Regions from separate parts of the Mus musculus genome. Here region 2 is linked to region 1. A link is a contact called in public ChIA-PET data. All regions are on one chromosome and are shown on one strand. Each heading gives the region's core, a stretch centred on a gene start, on an enhancer-like site or on the middle of the called end of the contact. The rest is flanking DNA. Distances are from core to core; before and after follow the strand shown.

Region 1 (7,700 bases), core at 1,512-4,011:
GATTCAACTGTTTAAAACTCATTGAGAACTTTATAACAACTACCACAAAGGGTTAAACAACAATTTTGAATGCAGGGCTCTCCGTGACTCCATGTCACATGCCTATATTATGTGGGTGATCCTCCAAGTCCTGGCTCTAAGAATAGCCCTCATAAACACAGTTCTAATGCTTGTGGTTCATTTCTCTAGTGACAGACGGGCTCATTTTCCTCTGAAATTTTAGCTCATCTCTGAATCTTAAATAAGGAACCAAACTTCTATTGAACTTGAACTATTTCCAAAAAGAAAAAAAAATGTAATATTTGTGTTGTGTAGTTATTGAGATGCCTGCTATTCTGCTTTGATTTGGTTTCTGGCTTTGTTTATTTGTATGGTTATTTTTTTTCTTGTTTTCTTTTAGTTTTAAAGCACAGCTATACTACTATTGGGCAAATAGTTCCTTTGAACAGTCCATGTCTATCATGAAGTGTCCATTTCAATAACACTGCTAAGGACATACATAGAACAAAGAGAAAATGAAAGAGGGGATCATTTTTTTCCTAGACCATTGGTTATGGAGAAAAAAATGGATATATAGAGAGAAAGAAGAATAATTAGACATATGATCTCTCCTTATGCAGATTTTCTATGAGAAAAAAAGAGACATTTCTGTTCTCCTTCTTAGGGATGTAGGAATGTGACTGCTATGTGTGTGAGGTCTGCAACATCTTCAGAAAAGAAGAGAGAAGATAAGACTAGAGCTAATCTAGTCTAAACTCTCAAGGCAAAAGCATGACTTATTCCTCAAAACAGATTTTTTTTTTCTTTTTCTGGCCAAATATGACCATAGCCAGGGAATATAGAGTTAGGTCACTGAAAATCCCATGTCCCAAAATGGTAACTATTCATTTGGGGTTTTGAACAAAGAGTAAAGAAAGAAATTAAGGCACTTTTGCAATACATTGCAATACATTGGTAAGTAGACATGTTACAGCAGAGAAGGAAAGTCTCTTATTGGCTTCAGATGCTATTGGATTGGATGGCATTGTTAGCTTTTGTGGTTGGTTCAAACTAGGTGTCTGGATATTTCAAAGGATTAACCTAATGGTCACTAATATGTTCATTTATGTAGAGAAAGGGATATCAAGAGTGCTTAAAATAGCCCAAGAATATTTGTTTCTGTACTTGCAGCATTCAAATCTCTCCTCAGTCATTCAAGTTGTAATCAGCTAACTAGCCTGGCCTTGCACAAGCTTTAGTGGACTGTGCTGCTCTCTCTAGGAACTGTCATTCAGAGTGGACATGTGTCACATGTGACTTCTAGGTCAATTCCTGTTAAGGTGGAAGCTAAATAACCACATATGTGTTTATTATTGTTGTTGTAAAAAATATCTGTAAGGCAATCAATCATGTGGTAGGAGGTCCAAGGTATCAAGGCCAAGAGATGCAGAGGGGATTTACAGAGATAATTTAGCATTTAATAGCTCTCTCTGAACTTTTGGAGGACCTGAGTTGAATTATCCACACCTATATCTGTTGACTCAGATATCTGTTGTAACTCCAACTGTCTCTTCTGGTCTCACATGCATGACTTATATTGACAAGATTTACACACATACATATAAATATATTTTTTTCAAATAAAATATAGAAGTGTTTGAGTGTCTACAAAAGCATGGGGATGTTTCAGTCAGTTATGATCCTTACCAAGACAATAAGAACGACAAGACTTTTGGATCCTCAGATATAGGGGAAGATGGCAGAAATAACAACACAAAATATCAGGGCTTCCCTCTAGAAGTTGAATGAAGCAATGTTGCATCTCAGGAGCGGCACCAGATCAAGGATCACTCTTTTCCTAATTCTGCAAGACTTTATTTTACCGGCTTCTTTCCAGTGAATTAAGATGCTGTCATAAGACAGAACGGAAGGACTGTATCTCAGATTCTTATAAGTACTGCATCTCAGATCCTTGTAGAGCTTTTTTTTTTTTTAATTATCCAAAAGTAGCACATTAAAGTCGCCCTGGCAGTTAAACTGTAAATGAGATAAATACTGAAATGAGTAGAAAAAATTTTAAATTACTTTATTTTTTACATTCCATACCCCATTTCTGGGCCCCCCCCATCCACCTTCTGACTGTTCTACTTCTCACACCTCCTCCCCACCCCACCCCTGTCTCCACCTGACCTCTAAACTCCCTGGGGCCTCCAGTCCCTTGAGGGTTAGATGCATTATCTCTGAATGAACACAGATCCAGAAGTTTTCTACTTTATTTGTGTTGGGGGCCTCATATCAGTTGATGTATGCTGTCTGTTTGGTGGTCCAGTGTCTGAGAGATCTCAGGGATCCAGATTAATTGAGACTGCTGGTCCTTCTACAAGATTGCCCTTCTTATCAACTTCTTTCAGCTTTCCCTAATTCAACCACGGGGGTAACTGCTTCTGTCCATTGGTTGGGTGCAAATATCTGCATCTGATTCTTTCAGCTGCTTGTTAGATCATTCAGAGGGCAGTAATGATAGGTCCCTTTTTGTGAGCATTCCATAGCCTCAGTAATATTGTCAGGCCTTGGGACCTCCTTTTGAGCTTGATCTCACTTTGGGCCTGTCACTGGATGTTCTTTTCCTCAGCCTCCTCTCTATTTCCATACCTGGAATTTTTTCAGACAAGAACAACTAAGGGTGAGAGATGGCAACCCAATTCCTTATTTGATGCCCTGTCTTCCTGCTGGAGGTGGGTTCTATATGTCCTGTGTCCCTACGATCGGGCAAAAGGTGTGCATGGTACTCACTAATAAGTGGACATTAACCAAAAAAAAAAAAAAGTAATAAAATAAAATAAAAGTAGAGAATACCCAAAATACAGTCCACAGAACTCAAGTACCCAAGAACTTGAGTACCCAAGTGAGGACACCTCAGTCCCACTTGGGAGAGGGAAGAAAGCAATCATAAGTGGGGAGGCAGGAAGGGACCTGGGAGGGAAAGTGGTTGGGGGAAATAGAGAGGGGGGAGAGGGAAACCTGATCTGGTATTGGGTGAAGGAAGCCCTGAGGATCAGCAGAAAGAATAGAAACAGGCAACCTCAGGAAATAGGAGGTTGGGGGCACCCTCCAGAATGCACTATAGACCTGGGAGGTAAGAGACTCTTTGGAATCAAAGGGGGGTACCTTAGTAGAAAAATATTTAAATGAGCATAGAAGGATATACTTCCTCAGTGCTTATATGGTATATAATAAAGTTTATTCAGAGGGTGAGGAGTTGAGTTCAAGGAGCAAAAGGAGGGAGGGGGGAGGGGAATGGGGTGAGAGAGGAAAATAAGTGGGAGCAAGATCAAGATAGAAAGGAGGGGGCAAGCATCCCCTTTTATAGTGAGTCAGGCATAACTGACTGTTGCCTAGAGTACATGCCAATACAGGAAAGTCTTGGTGGTATAAGAAAGCAAGAGGAACAAGCTGGAGGCACCATTCCCCCCCAGCCTGTGCATTATTTCCTCCCCTGATTTCACTTCATAATGTGTAAACTAAAATATACCCTTTACCCCCAAAGGTGCTTTGGTCAGTTTTGTTGTTGTTGTTGTTGTTTGTTTGTTTGTTTGTTTTGTTTTTGTTTGTTTGTTTTACCACTCCAATAGAAGGAAACTAGAACAGTCATACTAAAGAAATAGGTGAAATATCTTTTCCTTAAAAGAGATACTACATTTTTTTTCCTTCCCAGAATCCATGCCATCCATCAGTCACTAGGAGCCTAGTCATCATGATGTCTGGCTGGCTGGGATTACTCATTTTCTGAACCGTGCCAATTTTCCTTATTGTTTACTTATTTGTTTTTCCCCTCTTGCTTTCATTTTGATGTGAGCAGAGACTTAAGTGTGTTTTTTCCTGGTCCTTTGGTCTTTATTCCTCTTTCTCTGGTGATCTCTCCATGCCATGTGGCTGCCTACTACCATGTGACAAAAGTTCCTGCCAGGCACTCAGGAAGCACAGCTTTTTCTTCCTTCTGTTATCCTTCCTGTTCATTCATCCAAGGTCCCGAGTGTTACAACCTTCCCTTCCCTGTTGTTTGTTTGTTTGTTTGTTTGTTTGTTTTAAATTTAAGAAACATATTATTAAGCTACCATTTAAAACTGTTATTAAATATTTTATTTACATGATAATTTCCTTAGAATAGTTGTAGAAGGGATATTATAAAGAGAGAAGAGAAATTTCTAAGAGACCTAAGACTAGGGAAATGGCTCACAGATACTGAACATAAAAATTAGATAAATCCAATAGTCTCAGATCTTGAATGGCCTCATAGACCATATGAGAACAATGGATTTATTTCAAGTAAGAATGGAAAAAGGCTAATCAGTCCATGTGGTGATGCAGTTTGGCCTTATATACTAGAGAATATTCAAGAGAAGAAGCAAAGGAGTTATTCAGGAAAACACTGTGAAAATCCAAAAGGGAGATGTGGCAACTTGAACCAGGATTGTTATGATGGAGGAACAATAATTTTGATTTGCAACTTTTTAAAGCCCAAGGAAAAACACTGAATAAACCATACATATAAGACATCTGGAAATATCAAATTGGAGGTGGTCTTTGAAGCCATCAGACTAGATGATTTCATCATAGAAGCAAATATAAAGTGAAAAAAGGAAAGCTTTTCAGAGCTTAGCTCTTAAGAAATTTTGGTCATCAATGGAAGGAGAGGCCCTTGATCCTGTGAAAGTTCTATGCCCAATTATAAGGGAATGCCAGGGCCAGGAAGAGGGAATGGGGAGATTATTGAGCAAGGGGAGGGTAGAAGGGACAAGGTATTTTCAGAGGAGAAACCAGGAAAAGAGATAACACTTGAAACGTAACTAAAGAAAATATCTAATAATAATAATAAAAAATCTAGCTAAAGGCCAGAGAGATAAAGAGGAAAGCAAGAGGACATAAGGGAAGTCCACAAAAATAGAAAGAAAGCCAAAGCTAATCCATATCTTGGAGATTAATTTAAAATGAAGAAAATTCTATCAGAAAAGAACCTGTAGTACTGAGAGATATTGCAAGATAAAGAATGCTCTTAGTAAACTTACCAAGATTGTAGCTGGAGCTTTCTTAAGGAAAATGCTCAAGCTTCATTGGAACAAACAAGCAAGGCTTGGCCAATGATCCCCAATATGCCAATTAAAGAGAGAAGTAATAAGGAAAAAAAGAAAAGACGATGTATTCATTGTAGCTATATTGGGAAGAAGAACACATAAAAGGATCTAGGGATCCCAGGTCCATCTTCTGGTCACTCAAATGAGCTTTAGTTTTAAATATCAGATAGGGTGTGCCTATTATCAGTCCTGTGAATCGTCTGGGTTCTAGGCTATGTCCTGTAAAATTGTGTGGTAATTTGATAAATTGTTGATCACTGAGACAATTGGGAGACATCCTTAGTCTCAGAAATTATCCTCATCTGAATGGTATTCAGCTCTTCCTGGAATTTAAGGTTCCTCAGGGGAATGGTTAATGACAGTAAGTTGCCTTGCTGCCTGTGTCATTGAACATATCTGAAATGAAGGTAGAGATGTCAGACTTTCAGCCTGCTTTCCGACCTTGTATGGCTAAGGGAAAAGAAATATTTGTAGCCAAGGTGGCTTTCTCAGTGTCAAGATCCGTTGTGTTGTAAGGGTGAAAGAATGTTATTAGAAGGAATTCCAGAGGAACCGGAGGAGGAGAATTGGAAATGATGAGTATAAATCAATAAAGATACTTTGTTACAAAATACAGAAGTTTTGCTACAGAGAGTATAGCAATGAAGCAATGGATGTATGGAATTGAGCAATATATTTGTCATCAAAATAAATGATAATATGTATGATGAGATGAAAGATGCTGTGACATAATTCTGTCTTAGTTATGGCTTTATTGCAGTATAAAATATTATGACCTAAGCAACTTGGACAAGAAAGGGTTTATTTCAGCTAAAAGATCTCAGGCCACAATCTATCATTGGGGAAGTGAGGGCAGGAAGCAGGAACTGAAGAAGAGGTCATGGAAGTGTACTGCTTACTTGCTTTCTTCTCATAGCTTCCTCAGCCTTCCTTCTTACACAACTCAGAACAATCTACAATGAGATGGACCCTCTCATATCAACTAATCCAAAAAATGCCCACAGGCCTGACTACAGATCAATCTGATGGATGTACTTTTTCAATTGAATTTTATTTTATTTTTTTATACCAAAATTACCTAGCTTGTGTCTAATTGATGAAAACAAACAAACTAATAAGCCAACCAACTAAAAATTAACAGCAACAACTACAAAGAAGTACAAGGCAAACAGAGGAGAAATTCTGGAGATGACAAGAAGAGATGGAATATATGCACAGAGGACATAGCTATTAAAAGGTTGCTGAGGAGCTAGAGAAATTACCCAAGGAGCTAAAGGGATCTGCAACCCTATAGGTGGATCAACATTATGAACTAACCAGTACCCAGGAGCTCTTGTCTTTAGCTGCATATGTATCAAAAGATGGCCTAGTCGGCCATCACTGGAAAGAGAGGCCCATTGGACTTGCAAACTTTATATGCCCCAGTACAGGGGAACACCAGGGCCAAAAAGGGGCACTGGGTGGGTAGGGGATTGGAGGGGGTGGGTTTGGAGGACCTTTGGGATAGCATTGAAAGTGTAAACGAGGAAAATACCTAATTTAAAAAAAAAAAAAAGGTTGCTGGACATCTCATCTGTGGAACAGTGAGAAGACAGGTTCTGTCATGGCCACAGTTTCCCAATACCTGGAGGTATAACAGACTATATATACTTACATTTTAGTTTTTAGGGTAAATAATCTTACATAGAGATTTGCAAAGGTTAAGGAGGCAATTTAACATAGTAGTTAAGAGTACAGAAGGAAGCCAGGCAGTGGTGGCACATGCCTTTAATCCCAGCACTTGGAAGGCAGAGGCAGTTGGATTTCTGAGTTCGAGGCCTGCCTGGTCTACAGAGTGAGTTCTAGGACATCCAGGGTTACACAGAGAAACTCTGTCTCAACCCCCCCCCCCAAAAAAAAAGAAATAAAAGAGTATAGAAGGAGTCAAAAATATGGGCCCAATTTTGCCTTGAGAAATATAAATTTTTGATCTTCAAAAACTGATGGTGTGGATTAAAAGAGAAATCAGTCTCTTAGAGAATCTAAACTCTATGCTGAATTTATCCATAGGCCTTAATGTGTTGCTTAGTATGGCTTCAAATAAGAAGAGCCTATGAATGGATTCTGCCCATAAAGATATGAACACAGGCCTAGGTCTGGTCCATGTTGAACTAAGTTTCTTTCCTTCTTCCTTTCATTCATCATCCTGCCAAGGGTGCATGGAGTTTGAAGACATAGAAGAAGGTAGGGCCACTGCTCAGAGGATGAATATCTTTTGACAACATGAGCCAGGAGTAGACATTTTACCTTCATCCTCTAAAATTCTTGGCTTGTTCATTAGAGCCTGAAGAATTAATTCTTTCTAACTAATCCAAGATACTTTAAATAAAATATTAAATATTACAGTTAATGAAGGTAGTGTCAGAGGAATCAAGTGAACTGAAGATAGAGATCTGCAAACAACAGGGTCTCCTCAGCATTAGTTTAGTTTTTATAAGAATGTTTCTTGCCACTACACAGGCAACAATTCCTGCGGCAGCTTTTCCCATTTCAGATAACCAACAGGTACCCTACTAAGATGTTAGCTGTGAGTCCTTGGCTATTAGATAT
Region 2 (7,700 bases), core at 1,925-4,424, 190 kb after region 1:
GGTTATGTATAATGTGTGTGTGTGGTGGTTGGGGGGGGGGGTTGTTGAAGACAGAGGAAAAAATGTGGTGAATTATAGTATCCTACATGACCTAGAAAACTAAGATTATTGTCTCCTTAGGATTGTTGTGACTGAGAAAAAGAAAGTATATTTATGATTTATATGTCAGATATGGCTCAGTGCATTCTACTTGCCCTGTACCCATTAGCTGATGAATCTCCTAGATTGGTACCTTCCGTCCTACAGGAAAATGCTGATTCAGAACACAGTTTTGGAGATTAATGTAGGGATGTAGAACAGCCATGTTCTGAAGCTGAAGTTCAGATTCAGAGCCAGAGACCTTGCCAAGATGCTTCCGTGATGAAACTTGCTTCATCATTGGAATTTCGAATGTAAAGTGACTCATCTATCTAGAGTACCAAAAAGTTAATTCTTGCTGTTTGCTGTTTATGAGCAAGGTCTTTCTGTGCAACCCAGGTTGAGTAGCCTGGGTGGACTGGTCATCTTCTTGCCTTAGCCTCTTGGTGCTGAGATTATGTGTGTGTGCCACAATACCCAGCAGCAAGAGACTTTGCATCCTTGTTTGAAATGGAAACAAAACACAACAAAATAAAAACAAAAATAAGGCAAGCAATACATGTCAACAAAGATCTAGAGGCATCAAAGACACATTTTCAGGGAAAGTACAGATGTGATCTTTAGAAATGACACTTCAGTATCTTTATAGAATGCATAAGATTAAAGCTGTAAGAATACTCTGCATGTAAAGGCAATTGGAAACCAACATGTCGGAGTGGGAAGTTTAGTTATAATTAGCAAACTTATATAACCAGTTGTTGGATTCTGGGCAGGTGTTTTCAGTTTCTTGAACTGGAAACAGGGAACTAAAATAAACACAAATTTATAAAGTAGTAAGAAATATTTTTTTTCCAAAGCAAAGAGATAAGAACACTAAAAGGCTCAATACACTGTCCAAAATGACCGTGAACCACATGAGAAAGAGTACTCAAAGAGCCCATTTATTGTTTGGGACTTTTTTATTTAAATGGGATTCAAGAGGAAGGGCTTGGTTGCTAAAAATGTAGCACAGGTGAAGCTCTGTTAGGATTGACAGGCTTTTAGCCTTTGCTCACTGTATATCTTTTCCCAAAGAGACTTCTTCATTTTTGTATACTCAACTATATGCAGATGATACACTTGGCCATAGCATGCATGCAGCTAAAAGTAGTCTATGCCAGATTGACCGGTCTCTTTTTGGTTTTGGGATGTTTCCAAGATATGTTTGAGTAGAAATAGGATGTTATAAAGGGGGATGAAAAGGGGAGTGATTTTGTTCCTCTATCTAAGGCCTAATGTAGGCAAGCATCCTAGATTGTTAACATGTTGCTAGTTATATTGATAGGACAGTTATATTGATTTTGTGCACAGTAGATGCAGGCAAAGCTCTTGGTCACCAAGTACATTGTTAGGAGTGGAGTGTATGTATAGTCCATGCCAATCTATTCTCCCATGTTTATCACCTTCACTTAGATATACAGAAGACTCTGCCACTCATTGAAAATGAATTCTCCTTTGTACTCATAATGTGGTTTCTTGCTCTCAAAGTTGGTGGACATCAGTCTCTCCATGATGTTACTAAATTGCTATATGGCACCTATCATGATGCAATAAGCAGTGCTTTAAGGTTCCTTAAATTTTTTAGAGTATTTTAATATTTTCTCTATTTTATGTATTTTTCAATCATCTTAAAATTCTCTTCAATTAAAATAAATGAGCTTGGACTAAAACCTTACTTCTCGCTGCCATGGGATAATTGTTTTGCTCATCTTAACTTGAGCATTTCCTATGATCTGTGCTAATCCCTCCAGGAGCTGGGTTACCACAGCATTCATTAGATCATGATTCATAATATGGTGTGACTGAAGCACACAAAGCTAAGTGGGAAAACTGGTCACACAGTAGATAAGTCTCTTTCATAGAGAACAGACCATTGCCCAATCACTTTATCTAGCAAAGCAATGATAAAAGAGAAAAATGTTCACATATTTTAAAAGGGAATGGAGACAGGAGTAATGATTAATTCAAAACAGATGCAGCAACTGTATTGGCCAACAGTATACATATGTAAATTGTGATGTTTTAGTCACATATTCACTACTGTGTTTTAGGTATAGGTGGCCTTCAAAGTTCTCATGTTAGAGCATCATATCAACGATAATTGTATTTGCATGCAGGGCCTGTGAAGAATCAGTTGAGACACAAAGAGTCTGCCCCACAAATAGGTTAGTGTTTCACAGGAGAGACTTGGAACAGCACTTTTCTAGTCATCCCATTCCTTTCTCCACATGAGGAAGCAGAAAATATGCTACACCAGACTCCAAACCTTCTACCATTCTGATCTTGTTCTTGGACTTGCTAGGTCTCAGAATAAAGGTGTATTAGTTATAAATTACCAACCTCAGCTATAGCAACACAAATGTGTGTATACACACACACACACACACACACACACACACACACACAAACACACAAGGATGGGAGATGCTCACTTGAATTTTCCTATTACCTAAATCATGGCTGATACCAAAATTGTACCTTTTTCTGTCTCATCCATGTACTTGCTAAGGGTGGTCTCCTACAGCAACAACCTGGCAAGTTTATATCACTTCCAATCAGTGTCCAGCTATGATACAACACTGAAGCATGAGTAGCAGGAAGAGGCTAGGATGGCCTCTGTGCACATTTAAGGTTACATAAAAATTTGCTTAGCATCCAAGTGTAAGAAATATGTTTTTCCTGGTCAAGGGGCATGAAGGTGAAAGTGAGGGAAAGTTGGTCCAGCCATTTATCTGCAGTGAGACTGCATGGGCATGGGGGTGATGCCCCCCAGCTTGCCTCTCACTATCTGAAGCAGTAGGAGAACTGGCCCTGGGGTCATGAGGCCAAGTGAGCTGCCCCTGTACTTCATAGGCTGTAGCACTTGGAAAGAAGGCCCTGTGCCTTGCCTGGGCAACACAGTGGAGCTGGCCCTGATGTCAAAGGCACCAGCACTGAGGGTGTCAGGGCAGGAACAGCTGCCCCAACCCCTCACAGGCTGCAGCACTTAGGATAGTGGGCCTTGTCTAAGCATCACAGTGGAGCTAGTTCTGGAGGCTAAGATAAGAGTGAGTCAACACAGAGGGCAGAAGAGCAAGAGAGCTGACCCATCTTCCTGCTGATTGCATTGGGTGGCCTAGCCAGAGAAGTGCTAGAGAACTCACTTTGGTGGTTCAGATAAGGGAGAACAGATGACTCTACTACTACCACTTAGGCTCAGACTCAAGGCTCTGAGGTAGCCTACCTCCAAATCTTTATCATTTGTGAATGACTGGGACTTGTGAAAGAGCCAGTCCTGCTGCTGCAAAGCTGAAGGAAGTTCATGACACAGAACAACAGGATAACAGGATATCCGATATTAGTGATATCACAGAAACCATATATCTTGAACCAGACCAATGACTTAAAATAATGAACAATGGGAGATCTTTCCATCTTCTGAGATCTTCTTTAATTTCTTTCTTCAGAGATTTGAAGTTTTTATCATATAGATCTTTCACTTCCTTAGATAGAGTCACGCCAAGATATTTTATATTATTTGTGACTATTGAGAAGGGTGTTGTTTCCCTAATTTCTTTCTCAGCCTGTTTATTCTTTGTATAGAGAAAGGCCATTGACTTGTTTGAGTTTATTTTATATCCAGCTACTTCACCGAAGCTGTTTATCAGGTTTAGGAGTTCTCTGGTAGAATTTTTAGGGTCACTTATATATACTATCATATCATCTGCAAAAAGTGATATTTTGACTTCCTCTTTTCCAATTTGTATCCCCTTGATCTCCTTTTGTTGTCGAATTGCTCTGGCTAATACTTCAAGTACTATGTTGAAAAGGTAGATGCAATCCCCATCAAAATTCCAAATCAATTCTTCAACTAATTAGAAGGAGCAATTTGCAAATTCATCTGGAATAACAAAAAACCTAGGATAGCAAAAAGTCTTCTCAAGGATAAAAGAACCTCTGGTGGAATCACCATGCCTGATCTAAAGCTTTACTACAGAGCAATTGTGATAAAAACTGCATGGTACTGGTATAGAGACAGACCAGTAGACCAATGGAATAGAATTGAAGACCCAGAAATGAACCCACACACCTATGGTCACTTGATCTTCAACAAGGGAGCTAAAACCATCCAGTGGAAGAAAGACAGCATTTTCAACAATTGGTGCTGGCACAACTGGTTGTTATCATGTAGAAGAATGCGAATTGATCCATACTTATCTCCTTGTACTAAGGTCAAATCTAAGTGGATCAAGGAACTTCACATAAAACCAGAGACACTGAAACTTATAGAGGAGAAAGTGGGGAAAAGCCTTGAAGATATGGGCACAGGGGAAAAATTCCTGAACAGAACAGCAATGGCTTGTGCTGTAAGATCGAGAATTGACAAATGGGACCTAATGAAACTCCAAAGTTTCTGCAAGGCAAAAGACACCGTCAATAAGACAAAAAGACCACCAACAGATTGGGAAAGGATCTTTACCTATCCTAAATCAGATAGGGGACTAATATCCAACATATATAAAGAACTCAAGAAGGTGGACTTCAGAAAATCAAATAACCCCATTAAAAAATGGGGCTCAGAACTGAACAAAGAATTCTCACCTGAGGAATACTGAATGGCACAGAAACACCTGAAAAAATGTTCAACATCCTTAATCATCAGGGAAATGCAAATCAAAACAACCCTGAGATTCCACCTCACACCAGTCAGAATGGCTAAGATCAAAAATTCAGGTGACAGCAGATGCTGGCGTGGATGTGGAGAAAGAGGAACACTCCTCCATTGTTGGTGGGATTGCAGACTTGTACAACCACTCTGGAAATCAGTCTGGCGGTTCCTCAGAAAATTGGACATAGTACTACCGGAGGATCCAGCAATACCTCTCCTGGGCATATATCCAGAAGATGCCCCAACTGGTAAGAAGGACACATGCTCCACTATGTTCATAGCAGCCTTATTTATAATAGCCAGAAGCTGGAAAGAACCCAGATGCCCCTCAACAGAGGAATGGATGCAGAAAATGTGGTACATCTACACAATGGAGTACTACTCAGCTATTAAAAAGAATGAATTTATGAAATTCCTAGCCAAATGGATGGACCTGGAGGGCATCATCCTGAGTGAGGTAACACATTCACAAAGGAACTCACACAATATGTACTCACTGATAAGTGGATATTAGCCCAAAACCTAGGATACCCAAGATATAAGATACAATTTCCTAAACACATGACACTCAAGAAAAATGAAGACTGAAGTGTGGACACTATGCCCCTCCTTAGAAGTGGGAACAAAACACCCTGGGAAGGAGTTACAGAGACAAAGTTTGGAGCTGAGATGAAAGGATGGTCCATGTAGAGACTGCCATATCCAGGGATCCACCCCATAAGCAGCATCCAAACGTTGACACCATTGCATACACTAGCAAGATTTTATTGAAAGGACCCAGATGTAGCTGTCTCTTGTGAGACTATGCCGGGGCCTAGCAAACACAGAAGTGGATGCTCACAGTCAGCTAATAGATGGATCACAGGGCTCCCAATGGAGGAGCTAGAGAAAGTACCCAAGGAGCTAAAGGGATCTGCAACCCTATAGGCAGAACGACATAATGAACTAACCAGTATCCCGGAGCTCTTGACTCTAGCTGCATATGTATCAAAAGATGGCCTAGTTGGCCATCACTGGAAAGAGAGGCCCATTGGACACGCAAACTTTATATGCCCCAGTACAGGGTAACGCCATGGCCAAAAAGGGGGAGTGGGTTGCTAGGGGAGTGGGGGTAGGTGGGTATGGGGGACTTTTGGTATAGCATCGGAAATGTAAATGAGCTAAATACCTAATAAAAAATGGAAAAAATGAACAATGAAGTGAAGATATGTGGACAGAGGGAAATACTGTGGCACACTGTGACAGACTACAGCTTCCATAAGGAGATGTTTTCTATACTTTAGTTGTTGTTCTTGTTTATTTGTGTGTTTTTATTTGATGGACATTCCAAGAGCAAAGGAACATAATGTGACATGGAGATGAGGGGGACATAAGTGCTTGATGTGAAACTCACAAAATTAATAAAATGTTTTTTAAAAAAGAAATGTCTTCACTTAATTTTTGTGTACTTAGACATAGGAGAGAGAGACAGGGAGACAGAGAGAGACAGGGAGACAGAGAGAGACAGGGAGACAGAGAGAGACAGAGAGAGACAGAGAGACAGAGAAAATGTGATTGTTACACCAATTGCTTACTTAGGTGCAAATCCCTAATGACAGTTTATCTACTTGGTTCCGAGATCCAGTTTCTCCTATGTTCCAGTCACCTGAGCCATTCTGGCTATTTTCCATGAGGGCATCTGAACTTTTTTTTGCTGTGACAAGCAAGTTTACCATTCTTCATTTACATGTTTATCAGGGACCATCTTATTGAATAGAACAGACAAAAATGTCCTCGCCCCATGGAAAATTTTGTTTGTTTGTTTGTTTGTTTGTATTTGCTAAATTCTTCTAAAGTAAATAAAGAATGGCCAGCAATAAAGAGAGCAAGTGAATTAGGGAAGGAGATGGGATTAGGGAGGGCCCCAGAAGGTTTCACAGAACAGGAGTAGAAAGGCATAAAGAAAACGACAGAAAGAGCCCATGGTCTGGAAAAGACAACACACACACAAGCATGAAAGTCCAAGGCCATGAAGTATGTGAGTGTGTGTGTATGTGTGTTTTGTGTATGTATGTGTGTGTGTTTATGTGTAGGTATGTTCTTATGTATGTGTGTTTATTTGAGCCTGTGTATCTGTGTATATTTATGTGTGTATATGTGTATTTCTGTGTGTTTGTGTATGTAATTTGGAGTGTATTGTATGTGTGTATGTTTATGTGTATATGCATGTTTATGTGTATATGTATGTCTGTTTATGTATATACATGTGTGTTCATGTGTATGTGTTTGTCGGAGTGTGCTTATGTATGTGTATGAGTGTATATGTGTGTGTTTGTCTGTATATGTGTATGGTTAAATGTATATGTGTGTATATTTGTATATATGTATATTTTTTGCATGTGTATTTGTGTGTTTATGGGTATGTGAGTGTGCTTTAGAGTATGGTTGTATATAATGTATGGGTATGTGTGCTTATATATGTTTGTGGGTATGTGTATGTTCATGTATGTGTTTGTGTATGATATGTGTGTTTGTGTGTACATGTGTTTAAATATTTATGTGTTTTGTGTGTGTTTGTGTGTATTGTGTATGTACTGTGTATGTATATGTGCATATTTGTGGATGTGTGTATATATATATATTCATGTGTGTATGTGTATATATATATGTGTGTGTGTGTGTGTGTGTGTGTGTGTATGTGTGTGTTCGTGTGTGTGTGTGTTTGAGTCTGTTTTTATTGTATGTATGCTTGCATGTTGTTACTCTCTAACAATGTATCAAAGACAATTAGATTTTTAAAGAAGCAAGGTTGATATCTCCCACATCTTGGAAGCTATGATTATGCTGACTTGGGTCCAGCATGCATTGAGGACATTCTTGATCCATCAACTTTTTATAGAGGCTCTGTAGAGCAAGTGTGGTATGCCTGTCTCCTCTTCTGCTTGTAAAAATATTG

What was found. ChIA-PET counts read pairs in DNA pulled down with a chosen protein or histone mark.
Region 2: a contact with region 1 is called in an SMC1A ChIA-PET map of the G1E-ER4 cell line, with 8 read pairs. The contact joins two enhancer-like sites.

Annotation. Positions count from the first base shown.
Region 1 is chr12:46,213,145-46,220,844 of GRCm38.p6, forward strand. No RefSeq gene overlaps it. Among named protein-coding and RNA genes, the nearest start is that of Gm40416, 11 kb to the left of the region's middle. Within about 2 kb of position 2,762, at least 2 of the 459 cell types and tissues checked have an H3K27ac peak or open chromatin away from gene starts, as enhancers often do. A contact at or near this core is called in the G1E-ER4 cell line, where this site is marked.
Region 2 is chr12:46,402,692-46,410,391 of GRCm38.p6, forward strand. No RefSeq gene overlaps it. Among named protein-coding and RNA genes, the nearest start is that of Gm40416, 200 kb to the left of the region's middle. Within about 2 kb of position 3,175, at least 11 of the 459 cell types and tissues checked have an H3K27ac peak or open chromatin away from gene starts, as enhancers often do. A contact at or near this core is called in the G1E-ER4 cell line, where this site is marked.